Regions from separate parts of the Mus musculus genome. Here region 2 is linked to region 1. The links are chromatin contacts, called in public promoter capture Hi-C maps. All regions are on one chromosome and are shown on one strand. Each heading gives the region's core, a stretch centred on a gene start, on an enhancer-like site or on the middle of the called end of the contact. The rest is flanking DNA. Distances are from core to core; before and after follow the strand shown. Region 1 overlaps Scarb1 (scavenger receptor class B, member 1). Region 2 holds the start of n-TDgtc14 (a tRNA gene).

Region 1 (6,130 bases), core at 1,592-4,091:
GTCTGTGAGCATTCTGATCATTTGCTTGGACCCCTGCTCCCCCACGACCCCAGTACATACTAGGCATGTGCTTGGCAGCAGTGACCTGGGTACAGAATAAGCACAGAATAAGCCATCTGCCTTCCAGAGAGGGATTGGGTAGGGTGGCTGGGCATCAGAGAAACAAAGGCTTTGAGTCTGAGGTGGGGTCTGGGCAAGCCAAACTGGGAGTGAGCACCATAATCCGGGGGTTAGCGGGTTCTCTGATGGCCAGGATATAGGTCAGTCTGCAGGAACCGAACACACTTGGACATCAGAGGCTCCATTCAAAAGAAAAACAAACAAAAAGGCAGCTGGAGCTGATCAAGGCCGCCACATGAGGTGCTAGGGACCCAACAGACCCTCTGTGTGGGTAACAGGACACTTCTGGTCACTACACCTCTTTAACTCTCTGACCATATATCCCAGGTGCACAGGCATCAGGCTCAGAGGCCTCTGGTTCATGAAGATCACAGAGATGGAAGCTCCCCCAGCCTCTATCCCCACACAGGACTGCACAGGATCTCCAGGACACTGTACCTAGCCTCTCCAGGCCCTGCTCAGTGTGGCTCAGCTCAGGTGCTGCAGCCCTCGCAAAGCAATCATTAATCTGACCTGGGAAATTGCAAAATCCAGTCCCTCCTCCCCCAAGAATCACAGCAAACACATTTCAGGTTCAAAAAAAAACCAGGTTTTTGAGCCAGGCTGACAGAGGTCGGCTCACACCTTTAATCCAACTCTTAGGAGGCAGAAGCAGGTGGATCTCTGTGTTCAAGGCTAACCTGGTGGTCTACCAGGGCAGCTAGGGATGCAGAAAGAAACCCTATCTCCAAACAAGAGGAGGAAGAAGAGGAAGGAGAGAAGAGGAAGAAGAAGAGAAGGAGGAGGAGGAGGAGGAGGAGAGGGAGGAGGAGGAGGGAGAGGAAACAGTTCTGGTCATTGCCACTGGGTTCACCAGCCCTGGATCTGGGTTGAGACACATATCCTGTCAGCTCTGAGCCAGCCAGCCAGTCGCAATGTACTAGCCCTGTAGAGTTACTATGTATACAGGAAGGATGGGCCCCAAAGGACAATCCAGCCTAGGGCATGAAGACACCACACACCAGGAACACACCAGGAATGGCTGGAGAGATGGCTCAGTGGTTAGGAGCACTGGCTGCTCTTACAAAGGACCTGGGTTCAGTTCCTGGCATCCACGAGGCCTCTGCTGAGCACCCAGTGCACAAGAGGCTGTGTGCTAGGCCTAAACCACAGCAGGGAAGAAAATGGACAAGGGCTGGAGAGATGGCTCAGCAGTTAAGAGCACTGACTGCTCTTCCAAAGGTCCTGAGTTCAAATCCCAGCAACCACAAGGTGGCTCACAACCATCCGTAATGAGATCTGATGCCCTATGCATACTGTAGGTGTCTGAGTATACTTACATGTAATAAATAAATAAATCTTAAAAAAAGAAAAAAGAAAATGGACAGGACCAATCTTTGTAACAGCAGCCCCTCCCACCACACTAAAAGTTCCGGTGGTTTCAGTGAAACACCCGCCACCCCCACCCAGAAATTCGGTCCTGATGGAGAGAGCTACAGAGCTACCTTGGATCATGGGAAAGCTTTGAGACTGAAAACCATACCCAAAGGATGACAGAGCATAAAGACTGGTGGCCTGTGACATCATAAAGCCCTCCCCAACTCTGGACATATCCCCCAAATTCACAAGAATCTCTATGACGTATACCAGCACAGCCAAAAGGAGACGGATTGATAATCACAAGTGTTGGCAAGGCTCTGGGGCAACCAGAATGCATGCACGATGTCGGTGGAACTGTGTCGGCGCCATGGTTTGCCTGCTAGAGCTAAGTACCTGTTCACTGTACATCCTGGGGAAACGCCAGCACCTGCCCGCTGGTTATCCATAAATGTTTTCAAGGGTTTTGCTACAGTAGCTTAATACACAAGGGTGAAGCCGACGTCCGATTGAGTGGCTGGGAGATGCATAATCTCATCCTCAAATGATCCCTAGACGTCAAAGGGTGTGGCCGGTGAGTCCCTCGGGCTATGGGGAAACTGGTTTCTGCTCCGGTGACACACCAGAGCAGGCAGATACATCTTAGGGACAGAAGTAGAAAGGTGTCCTCAAGGTATAAGCCTTGTGACCTCACTTTGACCCCAGCTTGACAAAGCAGAGAGCCTGTCCAGCTATAAAAGTCAGAGCCCCAGGAAAGAGGGCTAAGGTGGCTCCATCAGAAGGTCCCAGCATCCTCTAGGGCAACATCAGGACCTAGTGAGTTTCCCTGGAGACAAGTGGAGTGAGAGCCACTCCAGGGTTCTTAGGAAGCTCCCTGGTTGGACTGGACTGGACGCAAACACGTGGGCACCTATGTGTATGTCAATCCCCGGACCATATTCCTTCTGCTCCCAAGGGCTACCCCAATAAAGTCCCTCAGAGGAGAACCCCTACCATGCTGACCAGGGAGCAGGTGCGCATATCAACCGTGTCTGGCCCACAGACAGCTGTCAGTGGGAGAAGCTTACGGGAGGCGTGTGAGGTTGGCTCTCGCTCTGGGGCCTGTTACTGTTTAACAGGCTTCTGGTGTGCAGTAATTTTCCCAGACTCGATAGAAACTCCAACGCTCAAGTCTCAAGGGCCAAATGCTAACATCGGAGCACTTGTGTGGTATGTGCACAGGCCCCTGGCTTGCTACATACATACATACATGCATACATACATACATACATACATACGTAGGACAGAAGCAGCTTAAGGAAGGCTAATCTGGCTCACTGATCAAAGCCGCAGTCCATCTTGGTGGAAAGGCAATAGAGGAAGAAGCCAGGGGCAGCTTGCCAGGCTGTGTCCACAGTCAGGAAGCAGGGAGGGGTGAATGACTGCTAGGATCTTTCTCCTTTTTCTCTGCTCCAGCAGTTAGGATGGCTCCATCACAGACACATCCAGAGATTTGTCTCCAAGGTGATTCTAGACCCTGTCAAGTTGACACCACACACTCCCCAGAAAAGAAAAGGAAACAAACAAAAAGCAAGAGTGTCTATGTGCCCACCCCACCCCCAAACCCTGTCAGACATAACCAAGGTTAGTCTCAAAAGCCTCGTTTCTGACTCCCTTTGGAAAACTAGGTGCTGCCCAACAAGGGTTGCACCCCAACACTGGTGCAGCCCACAGGCAGCCTTCCCTCTAACCCCAACTCCATGGCTCACATAGTGGCCACACCCTTTGACATTCCCACTCAGCCCTGACCCAGAACAGCACAGGCTGAGAACACTTCATTCATTCATCCTTTCATCAGTCATTCATTCATTTAGCTGTTAATGAACCTGTTTGCTCCTTTTTTTTTCATTCTAACCCGCCCCACTCCCCCGCACTGTCGAGGCCCCAAACTGGTATTTAGTACTACGAAGCAAAGTTAACCGAACTGGATTCTGCCCTCAGGGAAACGGTTGTGAGTGGAGAAGAGGCCTCCTAAGTCTGCATGACTCAGGGACATGAGAGGAAGTACTCAGAGCATCAGACGCCTATGCCGGCATCACCGGGTAACAGCCATTAAAGTAGAATACTGAAGCCTGTCACCCACTCCCAATTATCTGCCATCTGTCACTCAATCCTACACATCGCTCAGAGAGATGAAAACAACCAGTGAGAGACTTAGCGAGATTCCTAGAGGCCTCCATCACAGCCCTAATCCGGAGCCCACTGACCAGGGACCAGTTTGCTCATAACATGACCACCAGCACCAAGCAGCAACCAGCTATGACTTGTAAGCATCTCACCAGCCTCAGGCTGAGCTGCACCAAGCCACTGCAGAGCTAGGTCAGGCTGCCACTCTGAAATCGCAGAAGCAAGTCGATGGAGAGCCCAGCTCAGTTTAGGTCAAGCCAATCCATGCAGAGGAGGCTAGTATAACTCACGTCTACAATCTCTGCACTTAGGCTAAGGCAAAGGGATTGCTGTGTGACTTCCACGAGAGCCAGAGACACAGCCAGAGCCTATCTCAAAATGAAAGGCTTTCTGGTGCCCCAAAGGATTCTGGGAGTTCTTGTTTCTTGATCCTGGCGCCTAAGTGTCAGGCTAATGACAATGGTTATCACTTAACCAAGGTCCAAGCCAGATGGTGAATGCGAATCTTTTCTTGTAGTTTTTCTGACAGGTTATGTCACCCAGGCTAGCCTGGACCTCAGTGTATAGCTCATGCCCATGATCCTCCGGTCTCTGCTTCTCGACAGCCACATGCCAGATAAGAAATTGACACAGAAGCAGATTACCTTGTTGCCCACCCAAGGCCTCTCTGCCTCCTACCCCTCTAGAAACACATGTGGTTCACCTGTTGGGTAGAGCCCAACCATACAGGGAAGGTAGCCCTGACTTTAGACTGAGTGAGAAGTCTTTGGGAGACTTCTAGAGAATGCTTTCAGTAGCAGCTACAGACATTAGAAACGTGTGAGTTCTCCATTGAGCCAGTGCCACACAAGGCCGTTGGGGTTGGCCAGGGGCCCCATCCTCAGGTCTCTACAGCCTAATCCCCAGGCTGTTGCCTGGTCCCCTTAGGGCTCCTTCCAGTGGCACTGCATGCAATAGCCTGGGGCACAAGGCTGTCCCTAGGAAGATACCAACTCCCAGACACTTCAAGGAAGACATATCACAGAGCCTCCAGCTGTAGACTGGCTGGGGTTCAAGAACAATCCCAGAGCCCTGCCAAACCTCAGAGGAAGGGCAGTGGCAGCCAGCATCAGCTATCAGCTCAGGGCCATATTTCCAGGGAACTGGGTTTTTTCTAAGACACTCATCAGGCTGGAACATAGTCACTATGGCCACTGGGTCCCCCTTTTACAAACCAGAGTAAGGAGGGCTGTGACCCATGTCCCTTCAGGGGACATCAGCCATAATGATTTATTCATTTTTATCATGCTAAAGTCTCCAGACTTGGGTTTTGTTTTGTCACTCTCCCCCCAAGCCCCCAACCCCAGACATGGTTTCTCTGTAGCCTCAGCTGTCTTGGAACGCCATCTGTAGACCAAGCTGGTCTTGAACTCAGAGATCTGCCTGCCTCTGCTTCCACTGCTAGGATTAAAGGCAGTGCCATTTTATAGCATCCATTCTGATGGTGTTAAGTACACCCATGGCTTGGGCAACTGTCCCCACCAATGGCCACGCCCTTCCATGTCCTTCTGAGACCCTGTCTCCACTTAACACTCTCCCTGGCCCCTTTCCCCTCCCACTACCTCCTTAGTGTCCCATTTCTCCAACCTCATCAATAGGTACTCTAGGGGCCCCAGTAAACGAAATCACGCTGCAACCATCCTGCCGTCTCTCAGAATCTAACTTCAGCATTCATCCATGTTCCAGTGTGTGGGAGAATTCTCTCCTCTGCAGCAGCTATCGCAGGACTTTAAAGCTGAGGCAGGAGGACCACGAGTTTGAACTATTTACCTGGGGACTATATAATGAAACCCTGTCTCCAGATAGATAGATAGATAAATAAATAAATAAATAAATAAATGGAATCTCTCTCTTCCTTTATACGGCTGCATACTATTCCCTCTTGGAGAGCCCTCTTTTCATTTCTGAAGATTTAATCTTAATTTTATTAATGTGTGTGTTGCTCTGTGCACATGAGCACAGTCCCTAAAGAGGCTCCCAGAAGGGTGTCAGATCTCCTGGAGCTGATATTACAAGTAGCTGTGACTCGCCTGATGTGGGTGCAGGGAACTGAACTCTGGTCCTTTGGAAGAGCCATGTGAGCTCCTGACCTCTGAAACCCTCTCCAGCTCACCTCTCTGTATTTCATCTGCTTTTCCTATCTGCCCATCCAGCATCACTAAGTATTGGGACCCTTCTACCTTCAGCTGTTGTGTGGTGTCCAGACTCCCCAGGAGGACGGCTGCACGGGACAGTGACCTGACACCAGCTTCTCATGGCAGCTGCACCCTTTTACAGTACCAGCAACATCACCTACGACCTACTAAGTTCAACAGAGGCTGTCCTTGTGGGTTTGCACGACCTTTGACCTTCAGCAACCTGCAGCCCAGTGACAGGTGTCCTGAGCATCTATCTGCTCCAGGGCTCTCACCACCTGTAAACTACTTCGGATACTCATTTCGTTTTCTGT
Region 2 (6,130 bases), core at 2,101-4,600, 99 kb after region 1:
GGGAATCGAACCCCGGTCTCCCGCGTGACAGGCGGGGATACTCACCACTATACTAACGAGGACAAGCTGTGCTAAACTGTTTCTTGACAAGCTGCTATAGAAAGACACAGATATGAGTTCAAGGTCAGCCTGGTCTACAGAGTGAGTTCCAGGATAGCCAGGGCATACACAGAGAAATCCTGCCTCGGAAAACCAAACCAAAACAAAAAAAAAAAAAACAAAAGAAAGAAAGACACAGATAGTGACGGGCGCACGGTTCCTTCCCTCTTCTACGTTCCTTCTCTCTGTTCCTCTCCCCCTTTCCTTTCTCCCGAGGCTTCAGCACATGACACCAACATCATAAATCAAGATCGGAAAAAAACAAAAACAAAAACAAAAACCCCAAACCTTAGAACAGCAAGCGGTTCATTTCTGTTATCTATTCCGGAAAGTAAGTCTCTCCATCAGGGGATGTAGCTCAGTGGTAGAGCGCATGCTTTGCATGTATGAGGCCCCGGGTTCAATCCCCGGCATCTCCAACTTTTTTTTTTTTTAAAGGGCCTACGTTGGGAGACTGGCCTTGTACCTGTGGATGGAATCTGGTCTGTAAACCAACTCCCGCAGTTTACTTGTGAATGGAGTAGGAAACATTGCATTTCCAAGAAGGTCTTATAACATCCTGAGCAACTATTGCTGAGTAATGTGCGCCCGTTGAACACCCACAATGTGTCCAAATAAATAGATCTTCAAGTAGCCCAGTAACCTCACCAAGACCGAGCAAGGATTCTCAGCTTTTCTGGAACTCAGATCCCAGCTGGAAGCTAACACTAGGAATCCCAGGAATGTTTTATGAGAACTCACAGAAGTGCGGGGACTCAGTGACATCCAAGAGATCTGCAGGGAACAGCAGCCGGAAGGCTCACATTCCCTGTGCGCGTGTAGGGGTGTGGTGGGGTGTGGTGGGTGGTTTCAGATGAAAGGGTCAGAAAGGCCTGGCGCCGGAACTTGAGTGAATGGGAACAGAACTGCGTGGAACTGAGATTTGGAAGCCCCCAGAACGCCGGAGGGTAGAGACTTGGCACTGCCTGCATGATTTTAAAGGTGGCAGCGTGGTGGTGGTGGGGCAGTTCTGACAGATTCTGTAGGCAGCGAGGTAACATTGCCTTAACTCAGGGGTCTCGTGCTTTATTTTACCATTCCCTTTAGGTTTGTTCTGCTACTCCGAAGTTTGCCACCAAGGTACAGCGCATATATGGCCTGCAACTTCCTGTCCTCTACTTCGACCGCATAGATGCCTGCACGCACGAGGGCCATTGGGCTGGAAAATGTCTACTTAAACTATTTGAAAGTTGTGGGGCGGGGGTAGCTCAGTTTGTAGCGTGCTTACCTAGAATGCATAATAGATAGCAGTGCATAAGTGAGGCATGGTTGTGCATGTCTGTCATCCCAGCGCCTGAGTTGTGGGGGAGGCTTGAAGCTAGCCTGGGCTATGTGAGACCCCTTCTCACTCTCTCACAGGAAGGTGCCAGTGAGAATCCTTTTTTTCCACCAGTCACAGGGATTGCCTTGATCCTCCAAATTCTTTATTCTCATCAAGGATGAGGCTCCAGGTGTATACTGCCCCAGTCTGGCTTATGTGGCAGTGAGGACGGTACCTTGGGTTTAGCCCAAGTGCACGGAAAATGATTGCTTTCTATTTCCTGCTTGATTGAGAGGGTGAGCATCTCTCCTGTTTCGAGAGCAGGCCTGTATAACCTGGCAATGCTGGCCACTGGAGCAGGTTTGGAGAAAGATAGTTTATTCACTGGTGTCAATTGTGGAGGTACGGTCTTCCAGCTGCTGCCTCTCCAACAGCATCCAGACATTCCTGGATAAAGCAGGATGATCCAAATGCTCTGAAGTATCCAGAAGGCTGGGGCTCAAGGCTGGCAATGCTAGCACACAGCCGTTCTCTTGCTGCTTAGAGGATGGAGATCCAGAGTACAAGGTTGTCTGAGCCCCAGCTCCACCCAGGAGTAGAGGTAGGATTCTGAGTTCAAAGCCAGCTACATAGTATGCTCGTGGACAGCCTGGACTACACGAGACCCTCCCTCAAAATGCAAAATGATGAAGCAACAAACTTTGAGATGGTTCACAGGATAAAGGTGACTGCCATCAAGATTGACAACTGATCCAAGTTCAATTCCCAGGACTTGAGAGGCAGAGGCAGTCAATTTCAAGGACTCTGAGGCCAGCCTGACCTATATAGAGCTCCAGGTCAGCTGGGACTAAATAATGAGACCTTGTCTCAAAAAAAACAAACCCAGACTCCATTTCATCTTTTGAAAATTACCCTGGATTTCATAAAGCAATTTGCACAGAGCTTATAATGTATGTATCGGGCACGCAACCCCTCTCCACCTTTCTCTTCGTCCATTAACCCCTTTTGTTCCCCAGTTTTACTTTCACACCATTCATACAATGTATGGCTTTATGTATAGATCCTAGAATTCACAAATAAAAGAAAATATAGTATTTGTCTTCCTGTGGTTGGCTTAGTCTGCTGAGTAGGCTTATCTTGTTTGTCTTGTGGCTGAAAGGAACCCCCCTCTTACATAGGCCACATTTTCCTTACCCATTCTTTGCTTTGATATGCACCAGGCTGGTTGCATAGCTTAGTGTGTCTGTGGTATGCTGCCTTGGAGTCCTGTGGTAAATGCCCAGCAGTGCACTGCCTGGTCTAATGGCTGGCCTTTCTAGAGTTCTGAAGTGCCTCCACACTGATTCCCATAGTGGCTGGACTGGTTTCCATTTCCATGTCCAAGGACTTCCTTTGGCCTAAATTATACTGCAACTCAGAAATCCACCTACCTCCTGCTACCTCCCAGCGCTGGGATTAAATGCATGTTCATACCTGGCTCATTTCTTATTCTCTTATGGAATGCCATTTTGACAGGGGTAAAAATCTCATGAAGTTACAGATGGTTGTGAACTGCTATGTGGAAGCTGAGAACCAAACCCAGGTCCTCTACAGAAGCACAGTGCTCTTACCTGCTGAGCCATCTTTCCAACCTCTCATATGGTTTTGATAGGCATTTCTCTCATAGCTAGTAAGGGTGGGTTTTACTCTTATGATTTGCCAGTAGACAGTGTGTGCAGTACCTGAGCAGGCCAGAAGAGGGCATTGGAGTCTCTGGAACTGGAGTTACAAATGCTTGGTACTCGCCAAGTTGGGGGTGGGGGTGGGGTTGCGAATCAAATGTCATCTGGGTCATCTAAGTCCTGGTTAAATATTTTTGTTTTATTATTGGCCACGTCCACTTCATCTTTTGAAAACTGTCTATTTCATTGGCCAATCGGAGACTGGGTTTTTGAGCTCTTTTTCTGTTTGTTTTTTGTTAAGACAGCTGTCCTGGAACTCACTCTGTCAACCAACAAAGATGAAAGCTGCCATCACCCCTGGGTTGGTTTTTGAGTTCTTTATTGATTCAGTTTTGTATGTTTGTTTGTTTTTTCCTTTGGTTTTTCGAGACAGGGTTTCTCTGTGTAGCCCTGGCTGTCCTGGAACTCACTCTGTAGACCAGGCTGGCCTCAAACTCAGAAATCCGCCTGCTTCTGCCTCCCAAGTGCTGGGACTAAAGGCATGCGCCACCACTGCCCGGCTTCATCTTACTATTCTTAAAGACACAAGTGCATTGGTTCCTCTTATATAGCATTGTTGAGCTCAACCTGTGATATTGCTACCATTGAGAGGAACTTGCCCAAGAACTGCGAACTGTGGCACCTTGCCTCTTCTGGGGCCTCGCCTCAGGCCAGTTGGTGAGCCTGGCAGTTTCTTCAGGATTGAACCGTTGCTGGCTCGTGCCTGCTGTCTGCCTACCTACAGGACTGGTCTGCAGCTGCTGAATCGTATTTGGTGTTTGCTACAGGACTGAACTGCTGCCTAAGAAGACTGAGCTCGCTCCCAAAGAACTATTGCTGAACAGGTCCACTTCCCCCATATCCTAGCAACTTTTCTCTTTCACTACCTTTGTTGGGTGGTGGGCTAGGAGAGGTTGACTTATTTCTTATTAAAAATAGGTTGCAAAAACATGTACGCCTACAGCAATGCCTCCATCGTGGAGTTTCTCACATGCCACCATGACTGGAGTCAGCCCTTGTGTATTCAGCTTGTCAATTTTCCGATTTCAAAGTCAGACATGGTGACACTGGTCTGTCATCTCAGGACTCAGGAGGGTCACAAGTTCAAGTCTGGCCTTTGAAATTTCTCATCATTTGCATCAGCAGCCAAGCTAAGCTCCTTGGGGACAGCTCAGGACTTAAACTCTGAGATAAATCAGCTATGGGAAGCATCAGAAGACAAAGGCCTGGAGCGGAAGCTGAACAAGGATGTTGGTGGACAAGGGGCTTGGATGGTCCAGAGTTAGAGATGTGTTTCTGTTCTTGGTCCTGAAGTTCTCTACCACTGTGAGCCTGGCCTGGGCCCAGCCTTTCAAGTCCCACCCCCAAATCAAAACAAACACCTGACAGGCTGCCTGTCTCGTGGATATTCACACGTATGAGGTGGGCTAACATCACCCTAGCTTTGTTCACATCAGCCACCTTGTATCCATGACTGAGTCTAAGAACTCATGGTGGAAATACATGCTATGGCTGTCAAAGGTTGGTCAGGACACACAGACTTGGAGGTGCACTGGGAAAGGGGGTTACAGAGGCTCATCCAGCTGATAGAGCTGGTGCCTGAAGACACAGAGAACACGAGATGGGCAGGCAGGTGTTTAGTGGTACACTGCTTGCTTAAGTCACACAGGCATGGCTAACAGGAGATAAAGCAGTATGTGGTTCAGAGGACATGATCAAGAGCATAGTCAGCCCACAGAGAGAAAGCATTTACTGAGTGTTAACTGAAAAGAGCTTGGCTGCATTCCCAGGACTCTGTGACAAGTGGCCCAAGTGACAAAAGAACTGCAGCAGCATTTGCTATCACCCAGAGGTAAACAACTCACTCTATTCTGCTGACGACTGATGCAGCCTGACACTTGATGGCGCATATTCAGCCACACAAACAGACAGACAGCTCCATGTGTTGGGGAGATCGAGAGGGAGAAAATCAGTAAGTCATGTGAGGATGAAGGTTCTGGAAACTGATACGGTGACAGCTACTTAGCATGTGAGCATGTGTGATGTGACAGACAAGCTGAAGTGAAACAGCACATCACCAACATTTACTCTCAACAAAACTGTTGGAGACAGAGTCTTGCTAGGTGGTGGTGACACACACCTTCAATCCCAGTACTTAAGGCAGACAGTGGCAGGGGGATCTCTAAGTTTGAGGCCAGCCTGGTCTACAGGCCTAGTTCCAGGACGGCCAGGGTTACACAGAGAAACCCTGTCTTGAAAAACAAACAAATAGCCAGGCAGTGGTGGTACACACCTTTAATCCCAGCACTTGGGAGGCAGAGGCAGGCAGATTTCTGAGTTCGAGGCCAGCCTGGTCTACAGAGTGAGTTCCAGGACAGCCAGGGCTACACAGAGAAACCCTGTCTCCAAAAACCAAAAAAAAAAAAAAAAAAAAAACCAAACAAATAGAAGACAGTCTTGCTGTGTAGCTCAGGTTGGCCTTGCATTTGTGATCCTTACCAGCCAAGGCCCACTAAAGACAGAACTTGCTGTCTACTGATGCCAAAGCAGGACCCCGGAAACCAGTCTCCATCTATGTGGAGCAAAGCTCTGGGGTGATCATCCCTCATCTGGGGTTAACCTTTCAGGAAAGTCACTGGGTCACAGAAGTCTGCAGTACACCTGCTGTCCAAGATGCTATGAGGCCAGACAGGGCTCTGGGAGAAGGGTCCACTTTCCTGTTTCAGTGTTGCTCTGTGCATCTGCAGGGTCTAATGTCACCTGAAGAGTCCGTCTTAGACAGTAGGAATGTGGAAGACAAACCATGTCTGCTCTTATAACAGTCACAAAGAAGGGCACTCCTGGTCAGTGTAGCTGTGAGCTTGCTTCTGAATTGGGCAGAAAAGGGCTGTCAGGGCCACAGCGTGGCTCCTGGTAACAGCCTAGGAGCCAGTTGACTGTGCAGCTGGGTGTGTGGTCAACTGTCAGTGGTAGGGGGCCAGTTCTTCTCAACATCGCTGTGCATAGCCTTTGGGAGCCACTCGCAGTACTC

Evidence for each region. Capture Hi-C pulls out chosen DNA fragments and counts their contacts.
Region 2: a contact with region 1 is called in a promoter capture Hi-C map of liver. The contact joins two enhancer-like sites. A contact is called at or near these places in 3 of 115 datasets of contacts at active chromatin or transcription factors (double positive thymocytes and embryonic stem cells) and 3 of 9 other capture datasets (adipose tissue, liver and pancreatic islet).

The regions. Positions count from the first base shown.
Region 1 is chr5:125,310,615-125,316,744 of GRCm38.p6, forward strand. All of the region lies in intron 1 of Scarb1 (scavenger receptor class B, member 1), which reads right to left. Gm32701 (a long non-coding RNA gene) reads left to right here. Exons shown (of 5, transcript XR_001784962.2): 5 at 448-878. Among named protein-coding and RNA genes, the nearest start is that of Gm32701, 10 kb to the left of the region's middle. Within about 2 kb of position 2,842, at least 26 of the 459 cell types and tissues checked have an H3K27ac peak or open chromatin away from gene starts, as enhancers often do. A contact at or near this core is called in liver, where this site is marked.
Region 2 is chr5:125,409,026-125,415,155 of GRCm38.p6, forward strand. It overlaps Dhx37 (DEAH (Asp-Glu-Ala-His) box polypeptide 37), which reads right to left. Exons shown (of 27, transcript NM_203319.1): 27 at 5,379-6,130. The coding sequence ends at 6,056. It overlaps n-TDgtc14 (a tRNA gene), which reads right to left and starts at 62; the gene lies at 1-62. It overlaps n-TAtgc5 (a tRNA gene), which reads left to right and starts at 447; the gene lies at 447-518. Within about 2 kb of position 3,351, at least 15 of the 459 cell types and tissues checked have an H3K27ac peak or open chromatin away from gene starts, as enhancers often do. A contact at or near this core is called in liver, where this site is marked.